Linked DNA regions of Mus musculus: regions 2, 3, 4, 5, 6 and 7 are each linked to region 1. Evidence: chromatin contacts called from public HiCAR-type and promoter capture Hi-C data. All regions are on one chromosome and are shown on one strand. The core of a region is the stretch at or near the end of the contact, and the rest is flanking DNA. Distances in the headings are between cores, read along the strand shown. Region 1 holds the start of Mia3 (melanoma inhibitory activity 3). Region 2 holds the start of Eprs (glutamyl-prolyl-tRNA synthetase). Region 3 holds the start of Iars2 (isoleucine-tRNA synthetase 2, mitochondrial). Region 4 holds the start of Rab3gap2 (RAB3 GTPase activating protein subunit 2). Region 5 holds the start of Mark1 (MAP/microtubule affinity regulating kinase 1). Region 6 holds the start of Lbr (lamin B receptor). Region 7 holds the start of C130074G19Rik (RIKEN cDNA C130074G19 gene).

Region 1 (3,840 bases), core at 636-3,135:
AAGAAGCCAGACTAAAGGAACTTAGGACTGGGGATTCTACTCAGATTGGAAACAGCACTGTTTCTGGTCCCCTCCTCAGATTCTTGAGAAGGTACAGTAACGTATCAATGTCAGTATGTACCACTTATCATTTATGAGTGACATGCACACCGAGTGACACCTCTCCTGACACCTGACACCTCCATCACAAGCACTTCCTCTCAGCGACACACACCTGGGCCCTGCTTCTTCTATCATTGCCTCTTGTGTTTGGCTACATTTGTTTGGGCCTGGGCCACTCCTCAAGTTACACTATAACCCGGAACTCTTCCAACCCTGAGCCCCAGTTCTGAGGCAGCATCAGTGATACGGACCTCCCACGCTTTGAGGAACTCAGGTAGGACAGTGCCTGACAGCAAAGAACAGAAGACGCTTGACAGCAGTCAATGACCAAATGGTAGTAGGGCACCAAATGGTAGTAGGGCATGAAAGGGAGAAGTCGCCGTGGTGCCTTTACCTTCGTGGTTGCTTTACCTTCGCTGTTTATTTACAGTGGCCCTGGGTTACAGCTAGGACCTAGAATCTCAGCGACATAAATTACAGGCGCCCCTTTTTTTTCTTTAATGGTATTGGAGTAAACCATTCAAGTTATGCATTTTGCTTTTTCCTTTTTTTTTTCATAACACCAATTGAAATACAAATGGCTAACCTGCACTCTTCTTAGTCTTTTAGAATGAATACTTTTCTGAATGGACTGCTGTGATTTGTGAAGGACATCGTCAGTGAGTTACAGTTTCTGGAAACCAACCTAAAAACAGTATTATTCTGGGTAGGAGTAAGTCCCAGCAACATAGGGAACTAAGGAAAGGGCTGGACGGGTTCCTGAGACCCTTGGAGTATTTATTATCACCGTTACAGTAGTAGCCCTCTTCTAATCCTAACCTTCCCCATGGCCCACCTCCAACCCTGGCACCTCCAACCTAGGACTAGGGCGCGACTGCGCACAGAGAAGGCGGCTGCGGTTCTCAGGTAGTGACAGGTGCAGTAACTTGGCTGGTTAAAGAACGAAAGATTTTGACCTTCCCGCAGCCCTGCTTGGGAGCTGGCAAAAGGCTTCTATGCAAAAGAGCGACGGGACTGAAGGAGAAAACCGGGGAGACCACAGAATGCACTGCTTGCTTGGCCTCGGGATTCATCCCAAACCTAAACTCCAGTTCCTCTGGTTCCAAAGATGATGTGAGCTGGTCCCAATGCAGCCAAGAGGGCAGCGCCGAGGTGCCTTCTGGAGGAACCCCGCCGTCAATCGGCCGCTAGGATTGCGCCCCAGATCTCTAAGCGCGTGGATCTCGGTCTTGAGTGGACCCAGGTCCCCGCGGCCGGCGTTAAAACGCTCTTGGCTGCAGCATGGGGCGCCCAGGATGCGGGGGCGAGCCACCCCATCACCCTGGGAGCCCAAGGGGAGTGCGGGGATAAGGAAGCAGAGAGCAGCACCCTGGAAACCCGGCTGGGTCTGCGGCGCCCCCCGGCAGGGTCAGAGGAGCAGAGAGCAAATCCGGCAACAAGTGGTAGGCACGGCCTCTATGGCAGGGCTAGCCGGGCGATAGCCGAGTAAAGCGTACCAGCGCGGGCTCCGCGGGCCTGCGACCCCCTAGGCCAGGTGCCGGCTGTGGGACTCCGACCCGCGCAGCCACCGCAGCCACCCGGGAACCGGCCGCCCGCCCCGCCACCCCGGACTCACTGCTGCACTCTTCGTCCCCGCACACTTTGAGGTCCGAGAAACGCCGTCCGTGGCTGAGATCCGACTGGCCCGGGACCCACCAGAGCGCCCCCAGCACGAACAGCCAGAAGAGCAGCCCCGGCGCCGCAGCCATGTTGTGGCCACCGCGGGCCCGGGTGACGCGGAGGCCGCCGGCGGGCGGTGTCGGGGGCGGGGCAGGAGCGGGCGGTGCCGGGGGAGGCGCCCAAGAGGCGGGCTGCTGCGAGTGACACGTCAGCAAGGGCTCAGCAAGGGATGCGCGGTGACTTGGAGGAGGCCTTGGCGTCCCTCCCGAACTGCTACCTTGACGACCGTCAGAGGCACCTTCCCCTCGCCCAATCGCAAGCCTCGACTCGGGCGCCTTCACAGACGACCCTCCGCGTCACCAGGTTCGTCACTCCGCATCTCAGCGCCATCCCAACAGGTTTTTCGTCTTCCTCCTACAGCTTCGGATTTCTGGTCCATGCTAAACAGCCATCTCTCTCCATCACTTCTTCCAACTACCGCTTTTAGTTCTGAACCGCCAAGTCCCACACAGGACTGGACACAGTGTGTAACTGATCCATGCACAACCCCCGACCCTAACACACACACTTCAAACTCCATGGGGTTCTTTGGGACCTCCATGGCTCTCTTTTAGTTCAGTGGAGTAGTGGGTGAGACAGTAAATTAGAAAGTGTCATCCTTTAAGGAGAGGGGTGGTGGACAGTGATCCTCTGCCCACGATCTTCAGATTCCTGTCGCTGTCCATAAAGGACATAAGAACATAAAGTCATTTAGTCTAGCACCAACGTGTTCAGCTTCCATCTCCTTTGACAGAACTGTAGGCCAGACCCACTCCGTGGCACACCCGAATGCCCTCATGTTGCCAATAGCTACTGTCTCAATGTTCTCCTTAAGCTTCCTTATAACTCCGTATTTCCAAGTAACATGCAATGGCTTTACCACAGACTGCCCTGTCTCTCTGTCCCTTTATCCTGTTTCCTGGCTTTCTTCCCCTCTTCTGTTAGGTTCACTCAAATAGAGCAGCCCACTCCTCCCACCCCTCAAATAACTCTATAGGAGCTATTGTTTATGTGGTGCTGGAGTCTGGGCGTGCTCACCGACAGTGCTGAGCTACATCCCCACTCTAACTTGTTTTGTTTCCGCTTGTTCTTCATTGCCTAGGGAGGTACCCGGGTCTTGTGATGTGCTCAACAACAATCTGCTGCATGAACCACAGTCCCGATGTAAACACACACACACACACACACACACACACACACACAGACTCCATGGAGTTCTTTCAGACCTCTAGTGCTCTCCCCACAGCAGCATCCTCAACACCAAATCTGCAGATACGTTTATTGTTAGATGGGGACATATCTGTCAGAGCGACTACATTCTCACCCCACTGTTTCCTGTTGTTCTGGGTGCCACCGGGGTATGAAAGCACACCAAAGTAATTTAAACGTCTTCTTATGTCTACAGAATAGAATTAAATAACATTCCATTGGTAGAAAAAGACGGATAAAATAGCATGAGATATTGATTTAAATATACTTTTACATACAGGGCCAATGTTCCTATTACTGAAGAATAGTACGCTGTTTGGCTCATAATAGGTTTTGCTTGCTTTTAAAATGTATTTATTCTGGAGAGTTCAACAGCAAGCTTAAAAGATGCTGCCAAAGAGGGAAAGTGGTTCTGAGAAAGGAGGAGAAGGAGGTGCAGCCTCTGGAAGTGACAGTGCTGACAAGGCGTCTCAGGGGTCTAAGGTGGTGGACGTCAGTAGAGGTCAGACCCATTCTATGTGGAAAACACGGGAAAATCATGGAAGCCATGGAAAAGTTAAAGTCTGGGATGAAATTCACTGAAGTGGCCACCGCACAATATAGTGAAGATAAACCCAGACAAGGAGGTGACTTGGGTTAGGTGACCAGAGAATCCATGATGAGGTCATTTCAAGAAGCAGCATTTGCCTTGCCTGTAAGTGGGATGGATAAGCCTGTGTCTCCAGACCCACCTGTTATGACGAATTTGGATATCATATTATCACGGTTAAAGAAAGAAAATAAAAATCACATGAAAGACTAAAAAATGTATTTATCTTTCTGTGGGGGTGC
Region 2 (3,840 bases), core at 949-3,448, 2.0 Mb after region 1:
CATTCCTGAGATGGTGGTCCTGGGTACTATAAGAAAACAGGCTGAGCCAGCCCTGAAGAGCAACCCAGTAAATAGCGCCCCTCCATGGCTTCTATATCAGGTTCCTGCCTCCAGGTTCCTGCTTGAATCCCTGCTCCTACTCAGCTGCAGTGATGGACTGTTATCTGGAAGTGTGAGATAAAATAAGCCTGCCCCCATCCCAAGTTGCTTTTGGCCATAGTGTTTTATGAGAGCAACAGAATTTCTAACTAAGACACCCTGCAATCTGAGTTATATATGTTTGTGAGCCACCATGTAGGTTCCAGGAATTAAACCAGAATCCTCTGTGAGAGCAGCCACTGTTCTTAACTGCTGAGACACTCCTTATCCCCACCCCCTAAGTAAACATTTTAAAGTAGCTCAGTGGTGATTTCCCCAGCATGCATCAGGGCTTCGGATACAGGATTGGGGAAACGCCTCATTTTTGTGACATAACCCATTTTCTGCAGTTTGTTTGTTTGGTTTTTTTGGTTGGTTGGGTTTTTTTTTTTTTTTTTTTTTTTTTTTTTTTTTTTTTTTTTTTTGTAAATAGAGTTCTTTAGTTATTTCAGGTCAATCCTTGTGATAGATAGGTAGATATAGAGATTCTGCCTCAGACGATCAAACCAACAAATAAGTATAGTAATGGTTAAAAGACAAGAACTTCAAGAAAGACTTCAGGACTCAGTGTTTAGTATCTTAAGAGTAGAACACTTGCAGAGCCTTGGCTAGATTGCTCAGATGCAAAACCAAAAGCACACTGCTGCCCTAATATTTGTCCTGTTTCCGGGTGTATAAGTAGGCATCTTTCAGGGGGGTTTCTAATCCAAATTCTCTGTGATGCATGTGTTTGCCCAGGGCATTTTCCAAAAGTTCAAGTTCAAGGTGCAGGCGAGATTTCAGAAGCAGTACATATTTACCCTTACCTTCCAATAGCCTCAGGAATGTGCCAATGTTTTCATGTAACTATAGGGTAGCTATTTCTTTGGGTCCCTGCCTCTGAACCAGCATTTATACACAGCCATTTTGCAGCCGGCAAGGTACTTCTATTACAAAGGAATGAAAGAAGGCACCAGCCAGTGCACTTAATGCCATTTTGTTTCTTCTCTGACTCAATCCCCTACCCCCAGTCATACTCTTCTCTAATTACCTTGGATTCCAGAAATGACAAGACAAGTCTATCATGAAGACCTCCTCAGAGGCAGCCACTATGATTCAAAGTTGGAGTTTACTATGTGATTTTTTTTTTTTTTAAAGCATGGGAGTTGACAGGTGCTCCAAAGAGGACGCATACCACAGTCACACTTCATGGTCTTAGCAAGAACACTGAAGTTATTATTTTTAAAGGTTATTAAGGAATTTGGTCATGGGCTGTTCCTGAATTGTTCTTTTGTTTCCACTGTGAACACAAGTTAACTGTTGTGAGGTTCGCAGACCATCCTTAAGCTCACATACGCGTAGGCCTCCAGCCTGAATTATTATTATTGGTTTTTTGAGACAGGGTTTCTCTGTATAGCCTGAATTATTATTAACCCTCTCATTTGAAGATGCTTCTCTCTAAAACAGACAAACAAAACCCCCAAACATTGTCAATATTGGCAGGCTTCACTACAGATAGTAACATCTGGAAATCTTGATTCTCAGGGCCAGGAGGCCCAGCAAGCAGGTCCTTTTTCTCTTTGTCCCCATAGTTTTCTGTATTTCTAGCTTGCCTCCTAGATGCTGGGACGTGCACCACACCAAACAATCCTGAAAATATTTCCTTTTAGAGAAGACTGAAGGGAAGCTCCCTTATACCCAGTGTAGCTCGTCGACTTTGTGCATGGATGTGCCACTGCCCCAGAATGGACTAGTCTATCGTCCGCCTGCTTCCCTCACTTTCCGATGGGTCTTAACGGCTGTTCCTTTTCCACAACGGAGTGGCACCTCACGGGTGCCCAGTCCTGCTGCCAAGAGGCAACTGGAGCGTGCGGTTAAGGTGGAGGCGACGCACGGCGATTACGTTCAATAGCGTTCGCCAGACGTCAGTATCCGCGGGCCGGGGACGGGAGAGAGGCTGAAATGTCGTGGGCGCGCAGCGATGACGCACAGAGTAGCCTGCCTTGACCTCTCTGCAGTCGTGGCGCGTGGAGTGGGGCGGAGCGAAGGCTGCCTTGGCGGGCGCATATTTATGACGTGTCGTAGCGTGCGCACCGACTCCGGCGGTGGCGGCCCGTGGGGAGGAGTCAGGGCTGCGGTGCCTTCGGTCGCGCGCACACGTTGCATCTCCTTGCTTCCACCTGAACCCTCGCCGCCAGGAAGGCAGCCCGACGAGTAGACCGCAGCTCCTGGGAGATGGCGGCGCTGTGCCTCACGGTGAACGCCGGAAACCCTCCGCTGGGTAAGGGCGCCGCCGACCCGCGCGGGTTGCATCAGCGCGTGGGTGCGGGGCTGGTGCCGCGGCGGTCACGCCGAACGAGCCTCCCGCCCCGGGACGGACGGGCCTGTTCTGCTCTGCGGGGAACCCAGCCCCGCGTGGCCCCGGCCTCTGTCCGCTCGGGGCGCCGTCTCCCGAGGCCCGCTGTCCCGGGAGTGGGGGGACAGGACCAGAGCCCCGCGGGGAGACACGAGACTATGGCTGCGACTCTGCCAGGGTCCCAAGTGGCTTTTGAAGTGGAATTAAAACCCCAACTGTCTGTCCGGCCCGTCCTTTTAATGCGATCTAGGAACCTCCCGCCCCTTCCCCACCTCTCAGGAGATCTGAATTCACTTGCCCCACTTTCCCTTCGGTTGTCGAGTTAAAGGGAGCAAGGTAGACTTTTCTGTCAGCACTTGGAATTTTTACTGAGGCTGCGTTGGCTTGTGGTCGAAGGCTGTAATTACGGAAAGCCGTAGGAACGCTGCGGACTAATGCTACTGGCTGTTTTACTACACACCCCGTGGACGTAGTCCAGGCTCGAGTAAACGTCATCCTACGTTCCATTCGAAATTGATTTTTCAAAGTGGCTAACGCTATTGCTAGCTAGTTTAAAATTTCTGTCTTTTCATTACTTTGGGAAACAACCCAAAAATTTTATCATGTAGACTTGGAAGTACTTTTTCTAATACTCAAAAAGTCAGCCCCTTGAATACAATTGGCCATGTGGGGCTGATGAAATTTCTTGCAACCTCAACTTTGACAGCAGTCTGCGCCTATTGGAGTGAAAAGACATTTATTTATGTATTAATGCGCTGGGAAACAGCTCAGGGAGCTTTGCATTGTAGGCAAGCACTTGACTGTTGAGCCACACTCACCAGCCCTAAAAATAGACTGTAGCAATCGCTTGAAATGTTCTAAAATGATAACATTTTAGCATGTTAGTTCCAGTCTCTGTATGCTAACCTCACAACAAATCCATGAGCCCTGAAAGAAGTAGATGTGATTCTTGGTTTGAAACGGCACTAGGTAGATGATGCTGACCTCGTGGCTAATCCTGGAGGCCTGAGTTCTGCCCGCTGCGGAGTGCAGTTGAGATTCCTTGATTTGTTCTGTAAGGAAGAAGGAAACCTTTCCAGCGCTGGTTGCCAGAATTTAGTGAGACTACAGGAAGAGTTTTTTCACATTTTAGCTGTTCAGTGCATAGCTAAACTATAGGTTTGGTTTTTTTTTGTTTTTGTTCCCCCCCCCCCCCCCCGGAGGGGTGGGGTGTGTGTGTGAGGTTTTTTGTGTTTGTAAAAACTGCCTTGAAAAATCACTGCAGGGGACCATGAAGTCTGTATCCTTAAAACTCAGAATCAAATTCTGCTGGTATTCTGGAAAACACTCTTAAATTTGGTTTGCATTTTGAACTCTAAGCCAGTTAG
Region 3 (3,840 bases), core at 955-3,454, 2.0 Mb after region 1:
TGGCAGGAAACTCCAGCAATGCTAGTGTCCATGCAGCATCAAATGTGGTTACTAATGTGTCTAGTGAGAGCTGCATGGTTACTAATGTGTCTAGTGAGAGCTGCATGGTTACTAATGTGTCTAGTGAGAGCTGCAGATACAGAGAGGAGATGCAGGAGCAGGGCTAGTCTCCCACATGGTACATCCCGGGTTCCTTACCACACACACAAGGTGTATCTGGAATGCAGTTCACTAGAAGAATACTTACCTAGCACAAACAAGGCCCTGGGTTTGACTCCCAAACACCATAATAAATACATAAACTCACTAATAATTCATGTATTTGCACAGGCCAATACTAGTTTATATAATTACCATACACAGACAATATAAACTCTTTAGCAGAGTACTTACTTCCAAGCTCTACACTTCAATTCTAATTACCTTGTTCAGGGCATGCCCAACATGAGGGTCACCGTTGGCATAAGGAGGCCCGTCATGAAGGCAAAATTCCGTCTTTACTTTTCTTTCTCTTTGCCAGGAATAAAGCTCTGAAAAGCCACATTTCTGTTAAAAAAAAAAAAAAAAAGCCAATGTTTAGATATCACATAAATACATAGACCCTTATCAATACCTGGTCATCATTTATCCCATTCCAATCCATTCAGCCCAGAAATAGAACCTGGAAAACTTTTTGGAATAAACTAGAATTCTCTTAACACTTTCAGTAGTCTTTATTTATTTATTCTTAAGATTTTCTTTATTTTATTTATATAAGTACACTGTAGCTGTCTTCAGACACACCAGAAGAGGGCATCAGATCCCATTACAGATGGTTGTGAGCCACCACGTGGTTGCTGGGATTTGAACTCAGGACCTCTGGAAGAGCAATCAGTGCTCTTAACCACTGAGCCATCTCTCCAGCCCTTCAGTAGTCTTCAAAAATCCCAACAATTCTTCAGACTAAAGTGTAAACGTTTATGTGGCATGGTGGCTCTAAATTCTTAGCAAGTCTCTCAGTATTCACTACCTCAATACAGACCTGCTGAAAAACCTGTCTATTCCCAGTCCACTCTGCCACCCAAAACACACTGGTAATTTATTCTTTCAATTCTTTGGCCTCAATAATTCCCTAAATCCAAAGAATATTCAGGCTAACGCTATTCACTTAAGCAGTATTCCTGATTATCAGAAATATCTTAAATACTCTAGTGTGCAGACACTAACGAATGAATCTCAGACGTTAGCAAATTCAGTATGACATAGGAGACAGATACCGACGACACAGGGGACCCAGAAAAGGGCCGCTACTTTGTCCTTCAAAGAAATCATGATTCCTGTGAAAAACCTAAACATGTGACTAAGGTGGGGTTCAACCTCCCTTCTTTGGTAATACTTTTATAATGTTTTAAGTTTAGTTTTAAGTTTCTCTTTGATTATTCGTGTGTGGTGCACGCGAGCGCGGGTGCCTGCAGACAGAGGTCAGGCATCGGATCTTCTGGAGTTGGAGTTACAGGTGGTTGTGAACTGCCAGACTTGTGTGCTGGAAACGGAACGCGGATCCTCCGCAAGGGTGGCAAGCGCTCTTAGGCGCCGAGCTACCTCTCCAGCCCACTCCTGAAGTTTCATTTACACATGCTCACGCTGGCTACTTTCTGACAAGTGACAAAGGGAAAAGTGTGCAAAGCCGACTCGCTGGGAGCGGAAATCGGAAGGTGCTCGGTGCGGCTCCGGGCTTCACTTTGGAACCCGGCCCGCTGGGCGCTCGCCGGGGAAGCCGCGCGGCCTGCAGGGTTCCCGCAGAGCTGGCCCGCCCCGCCCTGCTCGGGTGGCCGCGTCCGGTACCTGCTGGATCTCCAGCTCCATGTCGGACTGCTGGCGGCCCAGCAGCTTCATCGGGAAGCTGGTCTGCGGCAGCAGCACCGTGTCACGGTATCTGCCGCCTTTCGAGCTGCTCTGGGGGCTGTCCGCCCCGGCCACGGATCGTACCACGAGCCTCCTCGTCATCCCCAGACACCCTAGGCGGCTGGGCAAACGGGCTGGCCCCCAGAAGCTCCCAGCCGCGGCGACCGCCGCCGCCCCGGGCCCGCGAGGGCACAGCCCCCAGTGCATGGTGGACGAGCCGGGCGGAGCCCTCCGCACACGGCCCACGGCAGCCGCCCGGTACCTAAAGGTAGAGACCCTTGAAGAGCTCGGCGGCGAGGAACTGCGCACGCGCTCCGGGGCGGAAGGGGCGGGGCAAGAGCAAGGGCGGGGTTTTCCGGCTTGGAAGTCTGTATCTCTACAGGTCTTTCATGAGGTCTAGTAGGGGTAGAGAGAGGTGTTTACTATCACTCGGCTTTCCCCAATCAGATACATTTAATTAACTTGTCCAGGGTCATAAACAAAAGTAGCAAAGCTAAAGCCGTGCAGTGGTGGTGCAGGGGATTAGTCCCAGCACATGGTGGCAGAGCCAGTCGGGTCTCCAAGTTCGAGGCTAGCCTGGTCTACAGAATGAGCTCCGCAGGACAGCCAGGGCTACACGGGTTTACAACTGTAATTTTGCCATTTTTGTGCCACACTTTAACAAAAATGTATAGAAAGTGACTACAAACAAGATAAAGGAAGGGGGGAAAGGTAAGCACAGGCAATTCATAAAAAAAATATAGCCAATGAATGCAAAACTATGCTCACCTTTGGGAGTCAGGATGACACAGAGCCATCTAATAGATTAGAACAAGCATGAAGTTTGGTAGCAAGTATCGAGAGAGTGGAAACGTGGACTGCCAGAGGTAGTATACAGCCTGTTTTGCCTTCTCATTTCCGTGTGTGTGTGTGTGCATATTTGCATGTGTGGGCATGCATCTATGTGTGCATGTGGAAGTCCTAGGTTGATGGTGGGAATCATCTTCCATGCCTCTTTCACCTCATTCAAGGAGTTAGGGTCTCTCAGAAACAAAGAGCTGGCCCATATGGTTAGTCTTTCTAAGCAGCTGGCTCGGGGGATGCGGGCCTTCCCCCGCACCTGGAATTATACACGGTGTTTAAGCGTTTTTGTGAATTCTCCTGTTTGTACCACCATCTCCCCTGCTCTGTAGTAAATGACAGCATTTACAATACCGTTCTCTGAACTGTAGTTTCCCATTTGAGAACCTGACTGACAGCTGTCATCTCACAGCAGCATGAAGAAAACATTACCACCAAACTCTCCAGAACAACTAGCTGTATTCAATCAACTAGGCTGTTTTCTGGGAAACCCTATGAGAAGATATGTAGCTGGTCTGAGCTACTTTGTGGATTCTTTTCCCATGCTTTATTCTCCCAGTTTCATCCTCTACCTCTAGATAGGAGAAGAACAATGATAGAGGAGAGAAAAAGAGATACAGACCCCAATCTTATTTTCTCTGTGAGCACAACTATGCCACCCTGTCTCCACTCTTTAGCATTTATATACCATCTGAAAAGTTGATTTCAAATATCATACAATCACAGAAATTATCCACAGGTAGCAAAACCACGCCTCTGCTAGGGCAAGAGGCAAATCAGAGTCAGCAGCCGCTGTCATAGTTGGATGGTCTGAAGCAGCCCCATATCCCCGCATCTGGGATTCAAGCAAAAACATTTGTTTGTCTGTTTTTTTAAAAACAAACAAAAACAAAAAAAACAAAACTCCAGAATTCTCCCTACAAAGATACTGTGAGCTCATGAAAGAGGCATACTTCCCAGAGTGCCGGTGGACTCTGCATCTCAGTGGCTAAGCTAAATCCATGAGAGAGAATGTATCTGTCCGTATTTATGGCAATTGTTACGCCGTTACAATGTAACTACAAAAACTAATGTATGGACTGTTAAGTTTTTTGTTTTGTTTTGTTTTGTTTTGTT
Region 4 (3,840 bases), core at 378-2,877, 1.8 Mb after region 1:
CAGAAGATGGCCTGGTCGGCCATCAGTGGAAAGAGAGGCCCATTGATCATGCAAACTTTATATGCCCCAGTACAGAGGAACGCCAGGGCCAAGAAGTGGGAGTGGGAGGGTGGGGGAGTGGGTGGGGGAGCGTGTGGGGGACTTTTGGGATAGCATTGGAAATGTAAATGAAATAAATACCTAATTTAAAAAAAAAGAAAAAAAAGAAAGTAAGCTAAATGGGTTTCAAGAGCTTCATCAGAGACAGAGCAATTTTTTTTTTCATTTACAAAATTAGGATAACACATTCTTTTGAAGTCAGCCATGGTACAGTACACACATATAATCCCAGTGCTTGGACATTGAGGGGAATTGAAGGTTTGAGGCTAACCTGGACTACATGGCTAGACCTTATCTCAAACAATCAAAGAAACAAGACTCCTTGAAGATATTTATGACAGTCTAACTGGGCAAGATATGGAAATGTACTTTCAAATCCAAGTAAAAGACTCAGGTTGGTCTTTAATTTATGTGTATATACTTCAGTAAGTATTTATCAAGGACTCAACTGGGTGCCAGATCCCATGCTAGAGACCAGGTATTTAAGGGGTTAAACGGATCCCCAGTCCTCCAGGAGTCTATAAGGATGGTGCTTTCCTTATCCAAAACCCAAAGGAAAAGTACAGGGTCAGTCTCCCCAGCTCTGTTCTGCCGTGCTGTTTTGTTGTTCTTTCCCGCCTAGCATTCTCTCAGTTTTAGTTAGCTGAGTAAGTAATTGCTTCACTTGGCCTGTGTTAGTCACTAGCTTTTTAGTTCCGTAGGAATGTGTCCCTTTCTGTTCCGAAGCTCTGTGCCTAGAGTGTGGCTGGCACGGAAAACACTAACAAATACTTGTTGGGCGGTTAGATGAACAAACGGATGAAAAGGCAAACGGACGATTACAGAGCACCATTCAATACTGCGCTGGTCCTGTTACTACATCGGGCTTTCACAGAACCGTGGCAACTTATAGATAGGAGTATTTATTTAATACGAGCCCTTAAGGAGCTGCTTTCCATCGCTTTGTTACTTGAGACACTGTTTTTGCATTGTAGCCCAGGATAGTGGCTTCAACAGCCAGAAATTCACCTGCCTCAGACTGAGGTAGGAAGGATTACAGGCATAGGCGCCGCAGACTCTTTTGGGAGTTGGGGTATAGGTGCTGAGGATAGCCTTCCACATTAAAAAAAAAAAAAACAAAAGCACAAACAAAATTACGAAGTTCTCAGGCACCTGCCCACACTCAGCTTAAACCGCCTGATCTGCGAACGATCTAGGTCGTGTCCGTAGAAGCACACCAACAAGATTGTTTGGGTGACTCAATGGCCCCCGCAAAGTTCAATTAGATCACCTTTGGAGGAAGGCCAGAATGACGGGACAAGCTCGCCCAAGAAAGAATGCGGCCAGGCTCCACGTCTAACTCTCCGCCACAAGACCGCGAGTCACGTGTCCGAAGCTGCACCCTCCCTCGGCTCCCGCTCGGCCCGCGCACGCGCAGCTTCGGGGCGTCCCGCGCATGCGTAGCACCCTCCCCTCGCGAGGAGTGCTGACAGCTTCCGGTCTGGCGTCCCCGCCCCCCCAGGGTAGCTGAAGCTTTCGGGGCTCCGTGCTGTCAGCCTTCGGGTGGAGTGGCCCGGGCGTGGCTAGGGACCACGAGCCCCGCGAGGCGGGGTCCCTGCAGCCATGGCCTGCTCCATCGTCCAGTTCTGCTCCTTCCAGGACCTGCAGTCCGCGCGCGACTTCCTATTCCCTCACCTGCGGGAGGAGACCCCCGGCGCCCTGAAGAGGGACCCGAGTAAGTGTCCCGGCGACCGGGACGCGGCTGCAAGCCTCCCTTCCCTCGGCGTCCCGTCTCTCTCAGCCTCAGCCTTTTGCGTCTCCTGTCCTGTCGCCTGTCTGTCACCGCTCCCCACCCCCTCCTTCCCAGTCCCAGCTCCACGTCTTCTCCCTATGCACACCACCTGCTCAGAGATAGCATCCTCCGTCCCAGTCCCTGCCTAATGTCAGCCCTCCACCCTGTGCTTGTTCCAACTCCCATCCTTCTCCATTTCTGGCACTGTATGTAGCCTTTGCTCTGCCCCTTCAAGAGGTGCTTAGCATCCCCACCCTCTTCCATCTCTTTTCTGTCATTCAGATTTACGGAATAAATGGCCGATTGGCAAGTGAAGGGTTTTTAAGGTGGTGAGTAAACTGCCAAGTAAGAAAAGTAACCTCTTAGGAAGTGAGGAGAATCCAGGGTAGGAACTAAAATTACAGCCACATGGTCGAGAAAAGTTAATTGGCGTCTATTGAGGTGAGAAACAGCGCCTGTTATTACCATCAAACAACGTTAACAAGCCCTACTTCATGAATATAAATCCCAAAGCTGCTTACTAAATGCTGCGTATTACCTGAGGATTTTATTATATGCTCCTTTATTTCTCCTTTTGAAAGAGGGTATCTTACTCTGCTTTCTTTATTTTTAATATGAAAATCACTTTGCTCTGTAGACCCAGTAATAATTTTTAAAAAACCACTCTCCTTTTCACTATTTAGAAGCTATCCCAGGGCACTAGGGAGATTCTGCTTCCTAGTAGGGTCTGTCTGAAAAGTAATGTTTGAAAATATCAAATATGGGAGGAACTAGGGATGAATAGTTTGTACCAGTCATTGCTGCTCCCTACCACTTAAGTTTGGTAGTTTCCGTCTGGTAGCACTATGATTCACTGGTAATGTCACGTGTGAGTGAGGGTGCTCTAACATGATAGATGGCTTGACAGGCGCGTGTGTTGAGAGAGAAAGAAGGCCATATCTGAAATGCTTGTGGAGACGTCCAACACTTGGTATGGCAGCTGGAGTCAAGGTGATAATTAGTTAAGGGTGAAGTGTGGTTTCAGTCTATAGAATGCTAACTGTTGTGTCGTGGACTCGCTACTGACGAGAACCTTAGGAAGAGACTGAAGTTGGGGAGTCTTGTAAGGGTTCTTGGGGAGATGGGAGAGAGGGGCACCAGGTGATGGAAATGTCTCAGAAGCTGAAGGAGAGAATCTGACCCTGGTGAGGGGTGGTCAGCAGTTTGGGAAATGTGGCAGAGGTCAGATAGCAGTGGTTTGGGGACGATGACAGCCACTGGGACCCTAGTGCCATTTCAGTGGCACAGTGGCCAGAAGTGTGGGTGTAGGGCCTTGGGGGAATTGGAAAGGGGAAAGTGAGGAAGGTTGTGTGGGACAACAGACGTGGGGTGAGAAACGGGATGTAGAGAAGAGGGGCACGCTTAGATTCTTCTAATTAGATTTCAACAATAGTCCTGGTAAGCTTCAGGGGGTGTGTGTGTGTTCTCACATTCTCCTTATAATCCATAGAGGGGTTTTTGTTGTTTTTTTTTTTTTTTTTAATTATACTTAAACTTAAACATCAATCATTCTGGGCCAGTGAGAAGGCTCAGCAGGTAATAGCTTACTTCTAACCCTGACTACCTGGGTTTAATCTGAAGTACCCACATGATGGAAGGAGGGTACTGACTCCTGCTAGCTCCCCTCATCCCTACACATATACTGTGACACAGACGTGTGTTGTGCTACACACACACACACACACACACACACACCCTAAATGTTTTTAAAAACTACAATCCCTGCATGGGTTCTAAGACCTTTCCTTTGCTGCCTCCCTGCCCATTGGTTTTGAGACGGAGCCTGGGACTTACTATGAGCCCAGGCTGTCCTCGATCCTCCTCTCTTGTCCAGCCTCCTGAAGGCTGGAGTGCAGGTCCAGCCACGCTTACCTGTGCCTGAGTCCTCTGCTCTTGCTGTTGACTGTGCCTGGGACGTTCTTTGCAGATTT
Region 5 (3,840 bases), core at 459-2,958, 1.6 Mb after region 1:
TAAAACAAAGGTCATCTTCCGCTTGACTCCTCACGGTCACTCTTAAATGACAGGATGTTCTTAATAATAAATCTTTACCTTTGAAAACCTACCGCCACCAAATTCTTTACCCTTTCCTCCAACCTCCTTTAGCCTTTCAGTGAAAATTATGCAGCCGTGTCATCTCTAAGACAACAGTCACGGTGCAAACTGAGCAACAAGGTACGACGGTGGTGACAGCCCTGGTGTCTTCATCATTTCAAGTGTAGGACACAGGAGAGGACAAAGCATTCCCATACAATTTCCTAGTTCTTCTAACAATGGTCTCTGTAGAATTGTGTTCTTATCCCTTCAAATAAATATAGTACATGCAAACCCTACTCTCTAGATAAAACACCCATGTTTGTGCCTCATTTGCCCCTTCGAAAAGCGAGCCTGCCTGTCTCTCCTCCCCTATCTTTTGTCTCAGAACACCAAAGCACTTGAGTATTTTTACTTTACAATCCCTATGAAGTCACTGGTACATTAAGCACTGGAGGACCGATGAGGGGCGTAGACACCCAGAGAGCTCTCTGGTCGGCCACGCAAAGCCTAGAACCCCCTAGTTCCTTAAAACTTGTCAGCAATCAGGCCAGACCCTCTGGAGCCTCCGGGCCCCTTGGCAGGTCGCGGAGAATTTTAAAAACAACAGTGACAGAAAGCCACCTTTCCTGCAAAGGAACCTGCACACACATATAAACACAATCGTCCGTCTCAGAAGATGAAATTACAATTGGCCTTTCTCTTGGTTTTGTTAGACTTCAAATACGGCGAGTGAACATCTCAATCTTGATTTAAAAACAAAAAAAAAAAAAAAAAAAAATTAAACCAAACCAAACTAAACAAAGAAGCTCCTGAGGGCAATTTGATCAGACACAGAAAAATCCTGCCTTCAAAGAAATGTGCCTTGTGACACTCTGAGGAGAAGTACTTAAAACCTGTCCCTGAGTCACGAACACTGGATTGAGGAAGAGAAGAAGACAGCTGGCTTCTTGGGGTTCTTAAATCTTTTCTTTCTCACCTTGGGGCTACAGAAGCTGTAAGTGAAATCTTCCACTCTTCACTGAGAGTATTGCAGTGACATAAAGTCACACACACACACACACCCCTCTACTTCACTGCCCTCTTTATCCCTAAGGTGCCCGTGCCCCCCCCCACCCCCCAATGTGGACCTGATGTTACAAAAAGCAAAGTCATGGGGCAATGCGGGGGTGGGGTGGGGTGTATGTTTGCAAAGGACTCAAAAAAATCCAGAAAAGCAAAGGGCTGAAAGATCCCAGGACAGCCGAGGTGTAAGAGGTTCGGCTGGCTCGTGGGCTGCAGCCAAGCAAGCATCCATTCACTCGAGTGGGGGGCTGGGGGCGCGACCAGAATGTTGGGGTGCTCACGAAGCCACTCTGGACGCCCACCCTCTGCCCTCCATCACCCTCCGCATCCCCTCAGGCAGGACCCCCTCCGAGCAGAGGGCCGCCCCGGGGCTCCCCGCGTAGGGACGGGAAGGACGGGGAAGGGGGTCAGGCCGGGCTCGCCCAGGTAGCCGCGCCGGAGGCTCGGGAGACTCACGTTCTCCGTGTCCCGCTCGTTCACCGTGGGCAATGGCGTCCGCGCCGACATCTTGCGCGGGCAGCGGGGTCGAGCGGGGGGTCCGGCGGGTCGCGGGCCGCGGAGGGCTTCGGCGAGGGCGGGCGCGCGCGAGCAGGCCGCGCCGGGGAGCGCGCGGCTCCCGCAGGCCGCGGGGCGGGAAGGCGGGCGAGGACGCGGGGACCGAGCCGCGGGGACGCCGGTCGGGCGCGGAGGGCCGCGGCGGGCTGAGTGGAGAGCGGGCGCCCCGGAGCTGCCTCAGCGCGGCGCCCGGCGAGCGCGGCCCTGACAGCGCCTCCCGCACGCCGCCTCAGGTGAGCGCCGCCGCCGCCGCCGCCGTCGCCGCCGCCGCTGCCGCATCCGCGCCGGGCCCCGCGGCCCCGAGCCCGCGCGCCGCTCCGCGCCGTCCCCGCCGCGATCAGCCGGAGCCCTCGGCGGCCGGAGCCGGTGCGCGCGGAGCGGCGGGCGCGGCACGGCACGCAGCGCCCCGAGGCTCTTGGCGGCCGCCGCCGGGTGGGCGGGCGCCAGCCGAGGGGCCTCTCCATTCATTCCCTCATTAGGGATGCGGGGCCGCCTCCGCCCGCCGGGCCGGATTTCATTAGTGACTCGCCCCACCCGCGGATCAGCCTGTCCCCTCAGAACCTCCGGCGGGCGTCCTGCGATTTGATGTTGATTCTTGTGTGGCTTTTAAACCGGCACTGGGGACACATGGGGTTCGTGCGAATAGAGAACGATCCCCCTCCTTCCTCCTTTTTTATGTATTTTTTTATTTGTTTCACTGGAGGGAGCATTGGGTACCATCCATCCTACTCTCCACTTGGCCCATCCTTAAATTCTCCTCTGGTTTAATTCCTGGTTTTCTTCGAGCCTTCCTTCAGCATCCTTCTGCCCTGAGGTGTTGTTCAGGGGCAGGCGTGGACAAAAGGCACAAAAGCCTCATGAAAGGAGCTGGCCCAGAAAGCATGTGGAAGAGGGCTCCCCGCACCCCACAGCATCCCTGGAGTGGGTGAGACTTGATGTCTACAGTGGCTGATCGTCACTTCCTGGGATACAAGGAAGTGTCACTTAGGCTACTTATTCAGAGAGAGTAAGAAGGCTGTCTCTGTGGTCTGTCTGGAACTCTTCCTTCCAAAAGGCTGCTTTGCCTTTCCCTCCACCTGCCACTCCAGGTCCTGGGCATATTTGTCCCCATGCAATGTTGTCATTCTTACTCTGATATTTTGCACACTTGGCCTCTAGGATAAAACTTTACCATCTCCCTATTCCTTTTCTTTCTTCAACCTCAAATGGGAATCTTGGGATGATGGGAAACTCCTCTTTCCCAAATGCATCCATTTGAGGAAGAATTCCTGTGCCAGATGGTTTTTATCCTGACTCATTAAAAGTTGTTTCTGAAAACTTAACACTTGACCCTTAAAACATGGGCCAGAAGAACCTAAAAATAGCAAACCCATATCTTGAGGGAATACACACACACACACACACACACACACACACACACACACACACACCGTATGTAGTCGCTTCTAGAACACGAGCTGCATATTTATTTCTCAAGCATCTTATGTTGTAAGTACTTCTCAATTCCACAGAGCAAATGAAAATCCCAAGACCACTTTGGTGGCCATCTCTACTGTTCAACTAGCACTTAGGCTTTGGAACTAATGACAAGGCCACAGCCTGCATTATGGTGTGCCTCTGGGAATGGCACACTTTTAGAGTCCTTCAGAAATCGGGGTTCACCGAGATATACTGAAGCATGAGTTTGTACTTTTCTCATCAGCTGGAGGTTGTGCACTCAGCACCCCTGCTAACACAGAAGTCCCTTGTGTTCCAACTATGTCTGCATTAGCCTAGCAATAAGCAAGCAAGGTGCTCCCCCCATGCAACAAGGCTTCCACCAGTAGCTTAGATGTCATTCTTCAAAGGCTATTCACATGCTATCCCCTGTCCTCATTCCTCTGGTAACCCTGATGGGTATTTCCATTTCACAAAATTCCTCTGACTTGACTTATTCACGATCATAGCTACCTCAGGCTAATGAGACACAGAAGAAGATAACTGGAATGGCTGGGGGTGTTCAATGGTGTACCAGTCACAAGACCGTGAGCTCACCCCTGTGAGAGATGGAGCTAATTAGAGACAGAGCTCAAAGGGAAGCCTAGGATCTGAGCCCAGTGGCTTCCACACAGACAACTCTTAGCTACATTTTGCTCAAGTAGTGAAATTGGAATTGAGTGG
Region 6 (3,840 bases), core at 813-3,312, 1.5 Mb before region 1:
ATGAAGGTGCCAGTAGGATCTCAAACAACACTTCAAAAACTTGCAATAGGAGCACTTTGTGGCTTGGGGACCGCCTGCATCTTTAAAAGGCCCTGGAACAGATTTATTCTGAACTATCAGAAGCATCCAATCCTTGCCATTCATCCCATCCAGGTACTAACCACGTCTGATCCTGTTTGGCTTCAGAGATCTGATGAAATCCAGAGGATTAGAATGGTATGGCCCTAGACTCACTGCTGTTTCTCTACTGCATCTTGAAGACACCACATTAACTATGAGTCCAACAAAGAACACAAGTCAAAGTTTAAAAAAAAAAAAATTCTATTACTTATTAAATAGTAGGTAATACATAATCAAGGCACCCAGTAGATATTTGAGCCTCAATTTTTCAAAAATATGCCTATAATGTGTAATATAAAATTTGATCCCCAGAAAAAAAGGGAGGAAAAGAACTGAGACTAGCAGGGCATGGTGGCTTTAATCCCATTCTTTGGGAGGCAGAGGAAAACAGACCTCTGTATGTTGAAGGTCTGCCTAGCCTGCACTGTGTTCCAGGACAATAAAGGCTGTGCAGAGATCTTGTCTCAAAAAAACAAACAACAACAACAACACAAACCATGAACTGACACTGATGGTGATATTTTATATAGCATGTGGAGAACGACCTTGTCTTAGGAGACAAAAAAAAAAAAAAAAAAATGGGCTGCCAACAAGATATGAATGCCACTTTGCACAAGATCCACACAGTCAGTGGAAACTACATAACACATCCCAAAATATTGCCCAACAGGAGATAATTATACTGGATAGGACAAGGAGGCTCCAGACTCCCGTGTATTCTTATGCACCCAAGTAACGCATAAGAGACGCACACAGGCTTCCCTAAACAAACAGGTTGTTTGCAAAGAAAAGTCACTCGCTAAACTGTACCCTCAACCACATACCGCAGAAATTCAAGAATCCTCAGGCTTTTTTCCTGTCAACCCAGATTCTTGCTAACCCGAGGGTCATTTGGCACTGAACGCCTCACATATTATGGTACAATATAACACTATGTATCAGTGTGGCCGATTTCTTTCTACGATGCTCCGGTGCGTTACTAAGATCTTTAATCGTTTCCCCCCCTCTCCCAAATTCACTTAATGTGGCAGAAAGAAAAAGCTCAAATGGTGGCTCACAGCTACCCTTTAACACCTGAGCCGGCACAGGCCTGCTAGGCAAAACGCAAACAGGAAGGCGTTCGCAGGGTCTGTGCCCCTTCAGAGCCGTGCAGGAGAAAGCTGGCTGTCCTGGCAGAGTGGCCTTTTCCCTTAATACCCAAAAGCACGCTAATCTTAACAGTCCTTACTCACTCCCGCCCCAACTCCCCAGTCAACGCTCATCATCACCCTCTCTGTCCGTATTAGGTCCTCCATCCCGCGCTTCTCTGTAGCCCCATCTTCTAACCCTCAGAGCAGCTGCTACTTTGTAGCCCCAGATCTAGTCCTGCTCCTGCACCTGAGCCACGGCCCTAGCACACCAAGTGCGCTACACAGGGCGGGCGGGCGCAACGCCAGGCCAGCCCGCCATCGCCGAAGTGCCCCGGAGCAGGCCCTCCGCACCCCAGCGCGCACTGAGTGGCCCTCGAAGCTGCTGGAGGCGCGAGGTCCGCTGTCACCGCGCAGAAGCACTCAGGAGGCCCGGATAGGCGGGACGGCGCCCTGGCAGGAGCCAGAGGCGGTTAACCCCTCCTCCGAAGGCCGCCCGCTTTCCGAGGGCCGGGAAGCCGCGGCGAGCACAGCCCAGCCCGGCCCGGCCGGGGCACCCAACGCGCGCGTCCGAGACGGGGATCGGGGGTTGTCCGCCATCCGAAACCCGCGCTCGACTTCCGGCCCGCGCGGCCCCAGCCTCGCCGGCCGCCCCGGGGAACCCGCTCTCCACACGCGGCGGAGTCCCGCGCCGACGCTCACCTGGCCGCGCTCCGGCGGGAACTCCAGCCACTCCAGGACAGTCACCAGCAGCCAGCGGCGACTCCGCGCGCGACACAGCCGGCCGCGCTCTCGCGCCCCCGAGGTCCCGCCCCTAGCGAGGCTGCCCTGAGCTCCCCATTGGTCCCTCGACCTTTTGAATCATCGCCGGCGCTGGCGATTGGTCGAGGGCCAGTGGCGCGTCCAGCCCGCCCGCTCGTGAGCGTCCGGCGTCCCCACCCGGTTTATCTCCGCAGCCCAGGCACCAAGCCGCGCTTTGGCTCGCGCCCTCCTGCGGAGCGATCTAGGCCGGCGGTCTGGGAGGAGGGTGAAGCTCGCGCGACGCCAGGCAAAAGCGTCCGCTGCTGTCACCCGGCTCTCGGTCCGTGTGTAACCTCGGGAGCCAGCGGGCCGCGCGCTTAGTCCGGCCACGGCCGAAGCCCGCGGGCTTCGCGTCCCGCCTGGACCCGACCCCAGCAGGCCCAGGCCGGAGCCCCCAAACTCCCCCCCCCCCTTACACTTGCCACCACTGGTTGTTTCCTTCCTCTCGGGTTGAGAGTTCAAAGCAGTTCGTTAAAGCTCCCTACTTCGCCGTGCTGTTTTTAAAGGTATTTCCAACATCCCTTATTAAATACATCTGAGTGTCTTCCTGCCTCGGAAGCACTGTGGGTTCAGATGCAAGGCTGAAATAAGTCTTTTCATCCGCAGCGTGGCTTCAGGTGCACAGCGCTGTCACCTTCTCAGCTACAAACGAGTGAGTAAGTGCGTGCCTCGGAGCCCTTCCTAAGAAAGAGTGCTCACCACGATTTGATTTGTCATTGCCGTTGGGGTTGCCCTGGGTGGAAATCTAAACCACAGATGTGTGCATCAAGAAACCTCTAAACGTAAAGTTTGGCAAATCCCTTAAGCTTCAGCTCTTAAAGACGAATCCTACTCCGAGTCCTGCGGCAAATAACACAGGAAAACACCATGGGAAGGATGTCGTTTGAGATAAATTCTACTAATACCAAAGACATCCTTCACTCCTCAAACCCAGAGCCAAGGTTCCGTTGGGTTCCCTCCACAGGACATATAAGCATTTTCACTTACAAAATAAAAGACCAGAGGCGGGGAAACCTTGTAAACTTTGGTTTATAGTTTCTTCAAAAGGACCAGGCCAGTGAGGCTGGAGAGCCAGCTCAGATGATAAAGAACCCTGCCTTGAAAGAATAAGAACTTTGTGAGCACTTGAGACCCTCAGCACTAAAATTAAAACAAGAGGAAGGTGCTCTCAAAAGGCTGTAACTATAATGAAGGGGACAGAGGTAGCTGGGGACAAACAGATCTCCCTGGACTCAGTTGGTAACAGCTAGGATTTTGTGAGACACCCTGTCTCAAAGAGCAAGATGTTGCGCAGTTGGAGAAAGACAACTTACACTAACCTTTGGCCTTCATGTATACACTTGCACACACACACACACACACAAATAAGCCTGTATACGAATTCAACATCATACCTTATATTCACTAAAGATGTTTGTGTGTGCAAGGCATGGGTACATACAGAACTCATTCCTGCTTTTCCTTAACATTTAACTTTAAATTTTTTAATTTTATTAATAAGTTAGAAGAGGTAAGGACATGGATCCGGACCTACTAATTAATTGTGAAAATTAGATGCAGCTGTTCATTGGGAAACGCAGCTGGCAATAATTCCTTATAACATTCTCTTATTTCAGATTCACGAAATTGCCATTTGTAATCAGTACATTCAGGTAGATGAAATGTTTGTTTGTTTTTTTAACCACATGTATATCAGTAAGTTCTTAATGGATTTTGGGTCTTTCTCTATCTAAATCTCATGGTTGCATAATTTGCAATTAGATGTGAGTTGTAGCCTCACTGCAGCCTGTTT
Region 7 (3,840 bases), core at 694-3,193, 1.5 Mb after region 1:
TGAACTCAGGTGATTCGGTTTGGCCGTGAGCAGCCTTACCCACAGAGCCAGATCTTGGGCTCTGATTTTCTTGCCTCCTCTCCCAAAGTTCTGGGATTGCAGGTGTGTACCACTATTCCTTGTTTATATACCTCAAGAGTTCCAACCAGGACTTCAGGCATGCTAGGCCAGCACCCAACCACTGAGCCCCAGCCCAGCCTTCTATTTCATTTGTTTGTTTGTTTATAGACAGGGTTTCTGTGTGTAGCCCTGGCTGTCCCGGAACTTGCTGTCAGAGATGATCAGACTGCTTATGCCTCCCCAGTGATGGGATTTAAGGTGTGCGCCACCACTGACCGACTGACTTAGTCTTAGAATAGCCATCCTAACGAGCGGAGTCTAGTACCTCAGTTTCAGCCAGGATGAGCTCTTGTTAATAGGATCTTGTCATACAGCCCAGGCTGGCCTTGTATTATCAACCATCCTGTCCCTTCCTCCAGAGTATCTGGGATTACAGCTGTGGGTTTCCTAGCTTTTACTTCATATTGAAGCCTTGGCTTCTTTCCTGCCCAGTGTCCATGTCAGGGCGATTTGAAAGCGTCGCTGTCTTAATTTGCCTCGCCCAGATAAGTAATCGCTAATACACTGCTAAGAAGTGAGGGACCAGGGTGCCCCAGCTCTGCCACCTCTCCCTGGGGGTGGGGGTGGCTATCTCCCCTCCCACTATTTGTACCTCTAGTGTATGCACAATGCCTGGCACAGAGTGGTCACCCCCAAAACATCTCTAAATGCCAGCTACCAACTAAGAAACCTGTGTCCTCTATTCACTTTCAGATGGCTTCCTTACTCCCAAAAGCCCTACTTCACTTCAACAACGCATGTTATCATTGCCTGCTTGTGAGGAAGCTCCGGTCATATCATTCAGAATGATAAACTAAACTCCTGGCAAGGGACCGAATGTCTCGGGTATGATGAAGGTCACCCACTGAAGACTACCTGGACAATAATTCCGAGAGTTCAGAGGACTTTGGTCAGAACAAACACAAGCAATGAGTTTTGTGATTCCCCTCCACTCCAACTCCCTCCCTAGCCCTGTCTAGGTCAGAGCACCTAGAAACCATAATCATGTGCCCTGAAAACGAAACTCATTCGGTTCCCCATCCATCCTTCCTTTGGCTCTCCCACCAAAGTAAAAAGGCAGGCCGAAGAACATCTGAAGTCCCGGGGTGCAGAGATTGTTGATCAGAGAAGGGGGAGGGGTAACAGGTTCTAGGTATGTACTGGCTGAGTTAGCAGGCCCCGCGCGGGTTAACCCCGGGGTCTAGGACTGAATCACCTAATATTCTCCTGTGGCGGGGTGCCCCAGAGAGAGTGCGGGAAATAGGTGGACCTAGACTGCAACTTCGCAGCTGGGTCCGGGGCTCAAGTCAACTAACCTCACCATGGCTTCAGCATTACCATCAGCTCCAACTGGGAGCAAGGGTCCTGCCCGCGCGCTCAGCTACACACCCTCCTAGTGATGGTCCCGGAGGCCAGCGGGGATGCGGGCACAACTCCACCCAGCGCGACTCCCGGTTCTGTCTGGATCAGGGCGGCCGGGCCGTGGGGACCTACCTTGCCGTACTTCTTCAGTTTTCGCCGGTACCTCTTCTTGGGCTTGTCGCCTGGCGCGGGCTCCTCCAGGGAGTCGTAGCGCTCAGGCAGCGCAGCCAGGTGCACCCTGCGTGCGCTCGGAGTCCCCGCGCGCCGCCCGCCCTCTTCGCGCTCACAGTCCGGGCTCGCCGGGTCCTCGTCCTCGCCCTCCAGGTGCTCCACGATGGCATCTGTCTCCTCGTCACCGGCGCGGCGCGATCGCCCCAGGGGCCTTCGGCCCACTAAGCTGCTCGCCGCCTTGCTTCGGAGCCGGGCGCCCACCGTCATGATGCCGCCGAGCTCTGGAGAAGGGCCCAGGCTATGAGGCAACCTTTGCTCCACGCTCCGCCCGGCTCCTGCCCCTGCGGACCGCCCCGGCCCTGTGCGCTCCGGGAACCAGAGGTCGCAGCACACCCATGCGGTGGGGTCCAGGATTACGGGGGCAGACGTAAAAGGCTTTCCGGAGAACCCTGCAGCAGAAACCATTGCTCAGGGTAGGCAAGTTCAGCTGTACTGGGAACAGACTCCAAACAACAGACCTACTACGGGTGCGGGCATTTAAAACTAGCAGGGTGTGGTGGCACACACCTTTAATCCCTGCGTTTAATCCCAGGCTGAGGCTGGTGGATCTCTGAGTTCAAGGCTCACTTTGGTTCACAGAGCAAGTTCCAGGATAGCCAAGGCTACAAAATAACAAACAAACAAATGGTAGAGATGGTATTGGTGAAGATTCCTCAGTGCTGGTGTGGACATGTTGACAGGGTCATGAAAATATTATATTCAGACCTGGGGATGTAGCTCAGTTGGGAGAATGCTACCTAGGCATGCCCGAAAGTCCGGACTCCATCCCCAGTGTCACAGAAGCCCCATCAAGGTGGCACATGCTCCGAACCTAGGAAGTGGAGGCAGAAGGATTAGGGGTTCAAGTTGACCACAGCGAGTCTGAGGTCCAGCCTGGGCTACATGATGCTCTGAATCAAACACAAGCAAGAAGCGCAGGGTAAGAAAACGTTAAAAATGTCTTCCCAACATTCACATGCCTGATGATCAGCATTTCTGTCTCCCATCAAAACATTCCATACATACTTACAACTAAGTAAAGGGTGGAGTCCGTCCTTGGAAGCTGAGCAGGCGTTTAGACAACGTGTGTTCTTGGCAGTGGAACCTGAACAACAGCCATCAAGCCCAGTGTGTGTATGTGTGTGTGTGGGGGGGTCTCACTCCACATTATAGGAAGGAGAGATGAGATCGGTTTTTATAGAAATCAAGTAAGTGGTTTCTTTGTGGCTTCCAAATCAAATCTTCTTACATTAAATTGCTTCCTGAACATTTTAGAGACATGACGTTTTTTAGAGATTCATTTTTTTAAACTATGTTTAATTATGTGTAAGTATGTACAGAGTCTCTGGCCTGGAGCTATAGTTACAGACAGGTGATGTGGTTGCTAGAAATCTATCTCTGGTCCTCTGAAGGAACAGTGTATGCTCTTAGCCACTGAGCCATCTCTCCAGCCAGTTTCCAACTGTTTAGACATTTTCTTCCTCCATGGCCTGAGATCTCCACTAGCCTCCTGCTCAGTCATCAGAAAGCAGTTCTTCACACAGTTCATGAATGTGGCTTCCACTTTGGAACGAGAAACACTTTTTTCTATACTTGTCTGCAGTTTTATTTTAATGTCTTCTGCAGAGCAAGGTCTTATTGGTGTCTTAGGTTTTTAAAGCATTGTTGTTACCCTTTGATCTTGTTTTGATGGTTTTGAAGTCTTTTTCCATTCTTGTTTGATTTCTGTACTTTTTTTTTTCTTTTCTGGAGGGTCTCATACAGATTCTTCACTGGAGTTTTTCTTTCAGTTTGTTTCCTCATCATCGACATCATCATCACCTTCATCATCATCATCATCTTTGTCTAGTTTTATTTTTTCCTGTAGAAACTTGTTACCACTTTCAGAGGAGATGGCTTCACAGAAAGACTCAGGAGTTTTATATTTTCTTCACTTCATATGCTGTTTGTGCATCTTTCATAGCTACTGGGTGCTCCACTTATATGTCTAGAAAAACCATAAGGAAGAAAGAAAGAGGAGAGGAGAGGAGAGGGGAGGGGAGGGGAGGGGAGGAGAGGAGAGGAGAGGAGAGGAGAGGAGAGGAGAGGAGAGGAGAGGAGAGGAGAGGAAAGGAAAGGAAAGGAAAGGAAAGGAAAGGAAAGGAAAGGAAAGGGGGATGCAGTGGGTTT

What was found. Promoter capture Hi-C pulls out the DNA fragments that hold promoters and counts their contacts. HiCAR-type assays count read pairs that join an accessible place to other places.
Region 2: a contact with region 1 is called in a promoter capture Hi-C map of liver, with 25 times the contacts expected there. The contact joins the promoter of Eprs here to the promoter of Mia3 in region 1. A contact is called at or near these places in 7 of 39 promoter capture datasets (cranial neural crest, hippocampal neurons, liver and 3 more), 5 of 115 datasets of contacts at active chromatin or transcription factors (the 230-238 cell line, cardiomyocytes, extraembryonic endoderm stem cells and 2 more) and 1 of 9 other capture datasets (liver).
Region 3: a contact with region 1 is called in a promoter capture Hi-C map of liver, with 16 times the contacts expected there. The contact joins the promoter of Iars2 here to the promoter of Mia3 in region 1. A contact is called at or near these places in 9 of 39 promoter capture datasets (the 3T3-L1 cell line, the C10 cell line, cranial neural crest and 4 more), 3 of 484 Hi-C or Micro-C datasets (CD4 T cells, cortical neurons and embryonic stem cells), 4 of 115 datasets of contacts at active chromatin or transcription factors (the 230-238 cell line, embryonic forebrain and large pre-B cells) and 1 of 9 other capture datasets (adipose tissue).
Region 4: a promoter capture Hi-C map of liver shows a contact between it and region 1, with 23 times the contacts expected there. The contact joins the promoter of Rab3gap2 here to the promoter of Mia3 in region 1. A contact is called at or near these places in 10 of 39 promoter capture datasets (the 3T3-L1 cell line, the C10 cell line, cranial neural crest and 6 more), 2 of 484 Hi-C or Micro-C datasets (the C10 cell line and CD4 T cells), 5 of 115 datasets of contacts at active chromatin or transcription factors (astrocytes, embryonic forebrain, embryonic stem cells and 2 more) and 1 of 9 other capture datasets (macrophages).
Region 5: a contact with region 1 is called in a promoter capture Hi-C map of hippocampal neurons, with 22 times the contacts expected there. The contact joins the promoter of Mark1 here to the promoter of Mia3 in region 1. A contact is called at or near these places in 3 of 39 promoter capture datasets (hippocampal neurons and liver) and 2 of 115 datasets of contacts at active chromatin or transcription factors (astrocytes and embryonic forebrain).
Region 6: a contact with region 1 is called in a promoter capture Hi-C map of pre-B cells, with 10 times the contacts expected there. The contact joins the promoter of Lbr here to the promoter of Mia3 in region 1. A contact is called at or near these places in 4 of 39 promoter capture datasets (hippocampal neurons, liver and pre-B cells).
Region 7: a HiCAR-type map of astrocytes shows a contact between it and region 1, with 6 times the contacts expected there. The contact joins the promoter of C130074G19Rik here to the promoter of Mia3 in region 1. A contact is called at or near these places in 4 of 39 promoter capture datasets (embryonic stem cells, hippocampal neurons and liver), 1 of 484 Hi-C or Micro-C datasets (cortical neurons) and 4 of 115 datasets of contacts at active chromatin or transcription factors (astrocytes, embryonic forebrain, large pre-B cells and 1 more).

What each region holds. Positions count from the first base shown.
Region 1 is chr1:183,367,680-183,371,519 of GRCm38.p6, forward strand. It overlaps Mia3 (melanoma inhibitory activity 3), which reads right to left and starts at 1,886. Exons shown (of 26, transcript NM_177389.3): 1 at 1,718-1,886. The coding sequence starts at 1,850. It also overlaps the pseudogene Gm37339.
Region 2 is chr1:185,360,846-185,364,685 of GRCm38.p6, forward strand. It overlaps Eprs (glutamyl-prolyl-tRNA synthetase), which reads left to right and starts at 2,199. Exons shown (of 32, transcript NM_029735.2): 1 at 2,199-2,398. The coding sequence starts at 2,353.
Region 3 is chr1:185,327,197-185,331,036 of GRCm38.p6, forward strand. Iars2 (isoleucine-tRNA synthetase 2, mitochondrial) reads right to left here and starts at 2,205. Exons shown (of 23, transcript NM_198653.3): 1 at 1,825-2,205; 2 at 424-546. The coding sequence starts at 2,091. It also overlaps a transcript of Bpnt1 not described here.
Region 4 is chr1:185,202,541-185,206,380 of GRCm38.p6, forward strand. It overlaps Rab3gap2 (RAB3 GTPase activating protein subunit 2), which reads left to right and starts at 1,628. Exons shown (of 35, transcript NM_001163754.1): 1 at 1,628-1,813. The coding sequence starts at 1,702.
Region 5 is chr1:184,997,841-185,001,680 of GRCm38.p6, forward strand. Mark1 (MAP/microtubule affinity regulating kinase 1) reads right to left here and starts at 1,709. Exons shown (of 18, transcript NM_145515.2): 1 at 1,582-1,709. The coding sequence starts at 1,632. It overlaps Gm39728 (a long non-coding RNA gene), which reads left to right and starts at 1,726. Exons shown (of 5, transcript XR_865821.3): 1 at 1,726-1,913.
Region 6 is chr1:181,840,339-181,844,178 of GRCm38.p6, forward strand. Lbr (lamin B receptor) reads right to left here and starts at 2,063. Exons shown (of 14, transcript NM_133815.2): 1 at 1,950-2,063.
Region 7 is chr1:184,881,093-184,884,932 of GRCm38.p6, forward strand. It overlaps C130074G19Rik (RIKEN cDNA C130074G19 gene), which reads right to left and starts at 1,944. Exons shown (of 2, transcript NM_178692.3): 1 at 1,594-1,944. The coding sequence starts at 1,899. It overlaps Gm34602 (a long non-coding RNA gene), which reads left to right. Exons shown (of 4, transcript XR_003948516.1): 4 at 814-1,189. It also overlaps the pseudogene Gm17905.